Linked DNA regions of Mus musculus: region 2 is linked to region 1. The links are chromatin contacts, called in public ChIA-PET maps. All regions are on one chromosome and are shown on one strand. The core of a region is the stretch at or near the end of the contact, and the rest is flanking DNA. Distances in the headings are between cores, read along the strand shown.

Region 1 (3,625 bases), core at 834-3,333:
GGGTGCAATTGTTTTTGTGGTTCTGTTTTGTCTGTTATCTCATCACCTGGGAGACTTAAGCAGAAGGATAAAGAAGTCATTGCAGTCTGGGTCCCATAGAGACTTGGACATCAGCCAGGACTACAGGGTGAGACCCTCCAGCTCAAAAATGATAGTGAATCCCACTCTGAACCTGAGAAAGCCTGGACCAGTACTCTCTCACTAAGCTACATCCCAGACTCTGTATTCTTATTGTTTACTTTATTCATAAATTTACTTATTTTGTGCAGTAGGAATTAATGTAGGACTTTGTACGTGCCATGCAAGTCTCTTAATACTGGAACTTAAAAACACTTCAACTCAGCCTCACAAGTTAATAAGCCGCTAGACCTATGATCTTGGGGTATTTTTTAACAGTATATAATTTATTTGCTCTTCTCTTTTATTTTTTGTCTTAAAAAAAAAAATGTGTGCTTGCGCGCATACAGAGGCCAGAAGAGGGCCTTGGGCTCTTTGGAGCTGGACTTCCAGGTACGTGTAGCATGGGTATGGACCTGAACTTGAGGCTGCTGCTGGAGGAGAGCTTAGCAGCTTACTTACTGAGCTCTCTCTCCAGCCGGGCCTGTCTTCTTTTCCTCTGTAGTCTTTGTCGTCATTGCTTTCAAAGAGCCAAAACCTGCTTTGTTGTTGCACCTCAGGTTTGGCAACCTTGGCGATATAGTACAATCTTACTAGTCTAACTTTTGTCTGAAAATGGGGATGACAGCTAATCTCTACAATTAATAATTTGCAAAATATTGCTGTCTACCTTGGTAGGCTTGTTTTGTTATGGTCCAGAAAAAATGGCCTATTTTAAACATTGATCATCTTTCATTCATCCTTAACTTCCTCTTTTAGAATTGCTACATTTTAAAGCCTCTGAGTGGTTTGTGTTTGTTTTGTCTTGAGACAGGATTTTATTGTGTAGCTCTGGCTGACCTGAAACGTGCTACATAGACCAGGCTGTCTAACTCACAGAATCAACCTACCTCTTCCTCCTAAGTGCTTGACTAAAGGTGTTCATGTCATTATGTCCTGCCTACTTTTGAATCCTGGATTCTCTCTTTTAACAATTAGTAGTCTACCAGAGCATTACAGAAGCAAAGGGCATCAGTAGCATCCAGAGTATTTGTGCTAAGTGGCCCTGCCTTCAAGTTGCTCAGCATCAGATATGCCAGTGAGTGGAGAGGCGTGAATAGACGTAAGGAGTGCCATGCTGGACGTGAGCAGAGGGCGGTGAAGCTTGAGGCTTCTCACTGTAGAGTGGCTGCTGTCCTTTGCAACCCATCTTCACAGGATGAGTAAGTAAAACCTTTGTCTTCCCCAGATGGGAAATTAGAGGATGTAGCAGAGGTTTTATCAGACAGGAGTTTTAACTCACAAGCTCAGAGGGGTAACTTGTCTTCTAAGTTACCAAGGGTTGCCTTGTGGTATGGCCCCTCTTGAGAAGCAGAAACCCTGAGAAAAGTCAAAGCTTCTCCTGAGCCCACCCCCACCCCCACGCCCACCCCCACCCCCACCCCCACGCCCACCCCCACCCCCACCGTTCAGAAGCATCTCTGACTGGAGCCACTGACCGAAGACGGCTCTGTGAAGCTGACCCCTGCCTGGAGCTCACCGCTATCAGACGTTGGCTTGGGGTACCTTTTGAATTTTACTCCCTTAGCTAAGTCTCTTGTACAGTTTGTCCCCCAAACTGAGCTTTCTTTAATCAAGAGTCTAAATATAAAATAGGCCTATTGTAAAAATGGCCTATGATTTATTATTACCATATTATTATTATTATTATTACTATTACTACTACTACTACTACAGGTTTTATGGGGTGGTTTCAAAGATCAGAGAGTAACTTGTAGAAGTTGGTTCTCTCCTTCTGCCCTGGGGCCCTAGGAATCAAACCCAAGTCATGAGGCTGGATACCAAGCCCTCCACCGCAGAAACCTCTCACCTACCCACAGCCTGATTTTTTTATCCAATTCCACTGGTGGCACAGCCCTGCTTGCTTAACCTCTCTGGTTCCAGTCTCTGCTGTAGGGTTGTATGTGAGGCACACAACAGTCTCCCTTGTTTTGGTGGCACTCCTCTGATGGCATCCTGTGTTCTCATTTCTGTGCCAGGCCTGTCACTACACCCTGCTGTCTTCTGACGTCTCATCTTCTGCTGGCACCTGGCCTTCTCGCTGAGTGTTCCACCTTAGTTAGTTTTTACAATGAAATAGCAAAGATATAATTAGAATATGGCTCAACAGTTAAGAGCATGTCCTGCTCTTCCAGAAGACCTCAGTTTGGTTCCCAGCAACCAGATTGGGCTGTTCCAGTCTGCTGACGGCAACCATTCGTAACTCCAGCTCAGGAGATTTAGAAACCTGTCCTCCACAGGCACCTGCACACATGTGTACATACACACATACAAACACATACACATAAAAACAAAGTAATAGATATAAAATTAAAAATTATAGTAAGCTAATTACTGGAAACACATTTCTAGATTTCCTATCAAAGGCCTTCATGAAGAGTCTTGTTACTGTTAGGCCAGCCCATAGCCTGTCACAGTTTAGTCTGATAAGCAGCTTACGCAGATCCAGCTCTCCTTAGCCATCTTGTAGGTGGGGGAGTTCCTTCCCCTGGGTATTGTAAGCTAGGCTGAGCGTCCCACAGAGCTGGATCTTGCCAGACAAAGGTTTTCGCTAATGGTTATACCATACTTCTAGAGGTAATGTCACATGAGCAAAGATAATTCTCTTTCTCCCTGTATGTTTTCAATTAGATGACATTTACTGGGAAGGAAAAAGGCCTATTTTTGATAGTGTATTCTATTTTCAGTCTACCACATATTTAAAGTGCATTCATTTAACAAACAAAGCTCCAGGCTTCAGGACTTGAGTTGAGGCAATGTCTTTATTACGCTGGCTTGAGTTCTGGTACCAGACCCTGGTCAGGTTGCAGGGGCAGAATGAATGCCCCATGTATATTATGTTTGAGAGGGTACCGGGTTGGGCATACCTGAACTCTTACGAGCTGACCTGGAGTGGTAAACAACAGAAAGGTGAGTGCCCTTGATTAAGATTCAGTCAGAGAGCAGGGTTCTCATTTCATTAAAACAAACAAAACAAAAAAAAGCAAAAACAACAATAAAACTAAAATATATTTTAGTTTTTATGCCTCTTTTTCTTTTAACTTTCATAATAACTAGTCATAGCCATTTTATCTACTGAAAATTAATTTATTTTATACATGAAAATATAATATAGCAATGGTATGTTACAAGATTTAAATGACAAACCTTTAAGATAAAGTGAGAGTTGAAGGGCAGAGAGAGGGCATAGGCTTCTTTTCTTTTGAACTTTTGTCTTATGTGTGTTACTGGTTGCCTGCATGTGTGGCTGTGTGAGTGTTAGGTCTTGGAGTTACGGACAGTTGTGGACTGCCATGTGGGTGCTGGGAATTGAACCCAGGTCCTCTGAAAGACCAGCCGGTCCTCTTACACACTGAGCCATCTCTCCAACCCTGAGTGTAGGCTCCCTTTTGAGTTGTATGATCCCACACTGTGGTTGTTAAGCCCTCTGGCATTCAAGATGCTTTCACTAAAATTCACAAAGCTGATG
Region 2 (3,625 bases), core at 691-3,190, 240 kb after region 1:
TTCCATTAAGAATGAGCTAGCAAGCAGCATTCCTCCATGGTTTCTGGTTCAAGCTCCTGGTTCAGTTCCTGCCCTGATTCTCCTCCGTGATGAACTGTGACCCGGAAGTGTAAGCCAAGAAGCCCCTTCCCTCCACTAAACTGCTTTTGGTCGGAGTGTTTTATCATAGCAACGGTAAGGAAACTAGAACACTACTCCATGCCATCATTGATTTACCTTAGTGAGTGGCTGCAGGGAGCCCCAGACACCAAGGATCCAGGTCCTGCTCACAGTGACCTTCTCATGTAATGGGCCACACAGAGCTGAAACAAATACATACAAAACTGAACATCACTTTGCTGTGACAGAAGAGGGCCAGGCGCTAGGGGTGAGGTGCCAAAAGCTGAGCGGATGGCTAAGAGGAAGTGGGCAAACCTGGGGGAGGGGGAGTGGCGAGCTGGCGGAGGGGGAGGAGTCTCCGCACACCTGCAGAGCGCACAGCATGGGGGCGCCGAGGCTACCCCGGACCACCCACACTGGGGAGGGGAGGAGAGAGCGCCACACTGAGGCTGGACTCAGTCCGATAGATTTCTCCTGGGACTTCCCCAGGACTACATTCTTTCTCCGCAGCGAAACTTGTTACCAACCTCCCCACACACTCTCATTTCTTAATATTTTCGAACACACAGGGGCATTCCTGTTTCCTGTCTGTGCGTTTCCATGCGGTTGTCGCTGCCCTCCCCATTGCACGGAGCAAAAATACCGGTCTGAAGAAGAGAATGAGACACAAGAAAGACCTTCTGAGGGGGTAGGATCTAATTTGGGATATCCTTCTTCAGAGAGCCCACTTGGTGCTAAAGGCAGAGCAGCCACTATGGAAGAGGGGAGGAGCCGAGGTTCAAGCCCATCCTGCTTCTTGAGTCCCAGCCTACTGGGTCACCGTGAGCAAGTCACAAGCATGTGAGTACGCGCGCGCGCGCGCACACACACACACACACACACACACACACACGTGTCACCTCATGTGTGGCACGAGAGGAATGTACCTGTTAAGGTTTCACACCTGGGACCCACAGATGTGCGTTAGAGGGCTTTAAGAACCCCTCAAATTGTATGTGGAACATCTATGGGTATCATTCAATTCCCATAAAGAGTTAGGGTGACAGAAGCCCACAGTGTTCAGCGCTCAGATATTGGGATCATAGTACATTTACTGCAGATACACAAGTGTTGGAACCTCAGACAGCACTGAGGGGCAGGGGTGACCTAGGGAAGGGAGGTCAGCTACAAACAGGAAGTATAACTCATTCATTTGTGGTAAACTACCTCAGAGAGACGCAGGTAAAAAGATGTGACTCCAGGCGACAGTGATTCGCTGCTTACCTTCCCCCATCCTTAATAAATATTTGTTATAATTTCATTTTGTTTCATAGTCTTATGTTCTTTTGTTAATCAAAGGATGGTTCAAACCGCATGGCTTTGGACCACATGAAGCCCACAACATCCCACCCCTGGGTTTAGGGCGCAACCTAGGCCACCTTAGCCCAGGATGCCTGGACAGGCTGCTGCTTCCTGTTTCTTTTCCTCTCTTTCCCCAACCTCTCCTTCCTTTTTCTTTTTTTCCTTTCATGTGGATTTCAGAGACTGGGGAGGAAATGACCGGAATGAGTGGCCAGGGTGGTGGGACAATGGCCCTGTACTGGGTGCTGACATGGGAATGGCTCCTGCCCTGACTCAAGCCGAGTCCACAACTTCACAGCAACAGCAAGCTCAGTCTCTCTCTTTCCGGCAGCCTGGCCAGCTGCGCTCTGCATGACCGAATCCGACACCTCTCACTTCCTCCACAAGCGGAACTTGGTGTTTGGATGACGCGCGAGGCAGGTCGTTTGTGCAAAACAGCAAACCCCACCTTCGGTTTTCAACCCCAACCCAAGACCTAAAAAAAGAAAAGAAACAAAAGAAGAGCTGGGCTTCTGGCACCGACCTCTCCAGAGCGCCCGTGGAGGGAGGACTCCTTCGACCCACGCCCCTGTCTATGTGACGTGGAACATTCTCCTTAGCACCTCCGAGGTTCTGGTTCTTCAGCCTTCAAGGGGGCAATGCCATGCGTATTTCTGTGACAAAAACTGGAGCAATACCCAGCAGATACTGGTGAACTCTCCTGTTCCCGAGTGCCAGGATGATGTAGCCACTGGCTCTGCTGTGGGTCAGGAATATCCCTGCTGGCATCTTCTCTCACCACGGGACAGATTGGCCAATGGTTTGTGCTCTCTCCCACTCCGGGGACGACTAAGTCTTCCACATGGGAGGAAGGTCTGGTATCCACAAGAGCCCTGGGCTCCCAGCTCTCTTGCTTCTCAAAACACACTGGAGCCAGGTGTGGTGGCGCACGCCTTTAATCCCAGCACTCGGGAGGCGGAGGCAGGCGGATTTCTGAGTTCGAGGCCAGCCTGGTCTACAAAGTGAGTGCCAGGACAGCCAGGGCTACACAGAGAAACCCTGTCTCGAAAAACAAACAAACAAACAAAAACCCACAGTGGAAAGAGATTCCATCTCCGAGCCTGCCCGGTTCCTTCCTGCTTCCAGACTCCATCTTGGGAATCTGAGGTTTAATGAACAAAGGGCACAGGAACGGTGATGCCCATTTGCTGTTCTTAGACGAGCCAAGCAAGGGAAACGTGATAGCATTTGTAGGTTCCGTGGGACAGCATTGGCTTCTGTCATCTGATTCGATGGCCTGGAGCATACTCTGCAGGTTTGATTTGTGAGATGTCAGAGGAACAGGCAGTGTGATAAGAAGCCAGACCTCTGGCGCCTTCGGATCTGGACTGAGCTTGGATATACCTCGGTTCCTGGTTAAGGGTTTAAGACCCACTCTAGAGACATTTTGAGAGTGAGGTGGAGTCTTCTTAGCATGACGCTCCGCACTTGCAGATCCACCATGAAGGTTCATAGCTCCACCTTTCTCTTGGCTGCAGCATCTCCTGGAACAGCAAGGTTTCCCCCAGGTCTCCCAGGCAGAACCAAGCAGTGGGCGGTGCCCGCCCCCCATCATGTAAGGCAGCCTGGGGAACTGTGCGTGTTGGTTCTGTGCATCTCATTTCCTCTTCCGGCTGCCCAGGCCAATCCTTGTCATTTTTTAACTCTAACAACCGTCTCCTGTCCAAGATGACTCTCCAGCTCCAGCCTTGCCTGACCACTCACCTACTACCATCTTCTATACCTCTGCCTAACCTCCAAGACCTTCCAGGATAGACCTTTATGCCCATCTCCAGCTCTCCCTTTCCAAACTCATCATTGGCCCTTGGGAAATCAAAACCATCCTGTATTACCATAGGGTGCCAGCCTGGGTCCTACCTATAGCATTTGTTTCCTACCCATCAACGAACAGCTTGTATTCAAAGCATCACCTTCTGTAGGAATGAGTGTGTGTGTGTGTGTGTGTGTATTTGTGAATGTGTGTGTATTTGTGAATGTGTGTGTATGTGTGAATGTGTGTGTGTATGTGAGTGTGAATATGTGTCAATGTGTGTGTGTATGTGTGAGTGAGAGTGTAAATGTGTATATCTATATGTGAGTGTGAATGCATGTATGTGCGTGAGATGTGTATGTATGTGTGAAAGAGTGTGTATGTGAATGTGTGAAT

What was found. ChIA-PET counts read pairs in DNA pulled down with a chosen protein or histone mark.
Region 2: an RNA polymerase II ChIA-PET map of memory CD8 T cells shows a contact between it and region 1, with 280 read pairs. The contact joins two enhancer-like sites. A contact is called at or near these places in 2 of 484 Hi-C or Micro-C datasets (CD4 T cells and CD8 T cells), 4 of 115 datasets of contacts at active chromatin or transcription factors (CD8 T cells, effector CD8 T cells, memory CD8 T cells and 1 more) and 2 of 9 other capture datasets (adipose tissue and liver).

The regions. Positions count from the first base shown.
Region 1 is chr19:53,187,793-53,191,417 of GRCm38.p6, forward strand. All of the region lies in intron 1 of Add3 (adducin 3 (gamma)), which reads left to right. Among named protein-coding and RNA genes, the nearest start is that of Gm52402, 19 kb to the right of the region's middle. Within about 2 kb of position 2,084, at least 34 of the 459 cell types and tissues checked have an H3K27ac peak or open chromatin away from gene starts, as enhancers often do. A contact at or near this core is called in CD8 T cells and memory CD8 T cells, where this site is marked.
Region 2 is chr19:53,423,006-53,426,630 of GRCm38.p6, forward strand. No RefSeq gene overlaps it. Among named protein-coding and RNA genes, the nearest start is that of Smndc1, 34 kb to the left of the region's middle. Within about 2 kb of position 1,941, at least 150 of the 459 cell types and tissues checked have an H3K27ac peak or open chromatin away from gene starts, as enhancers often do. A contact at or near this core is called in CD8 T cells and memory CD8 T cells, where this site is marked.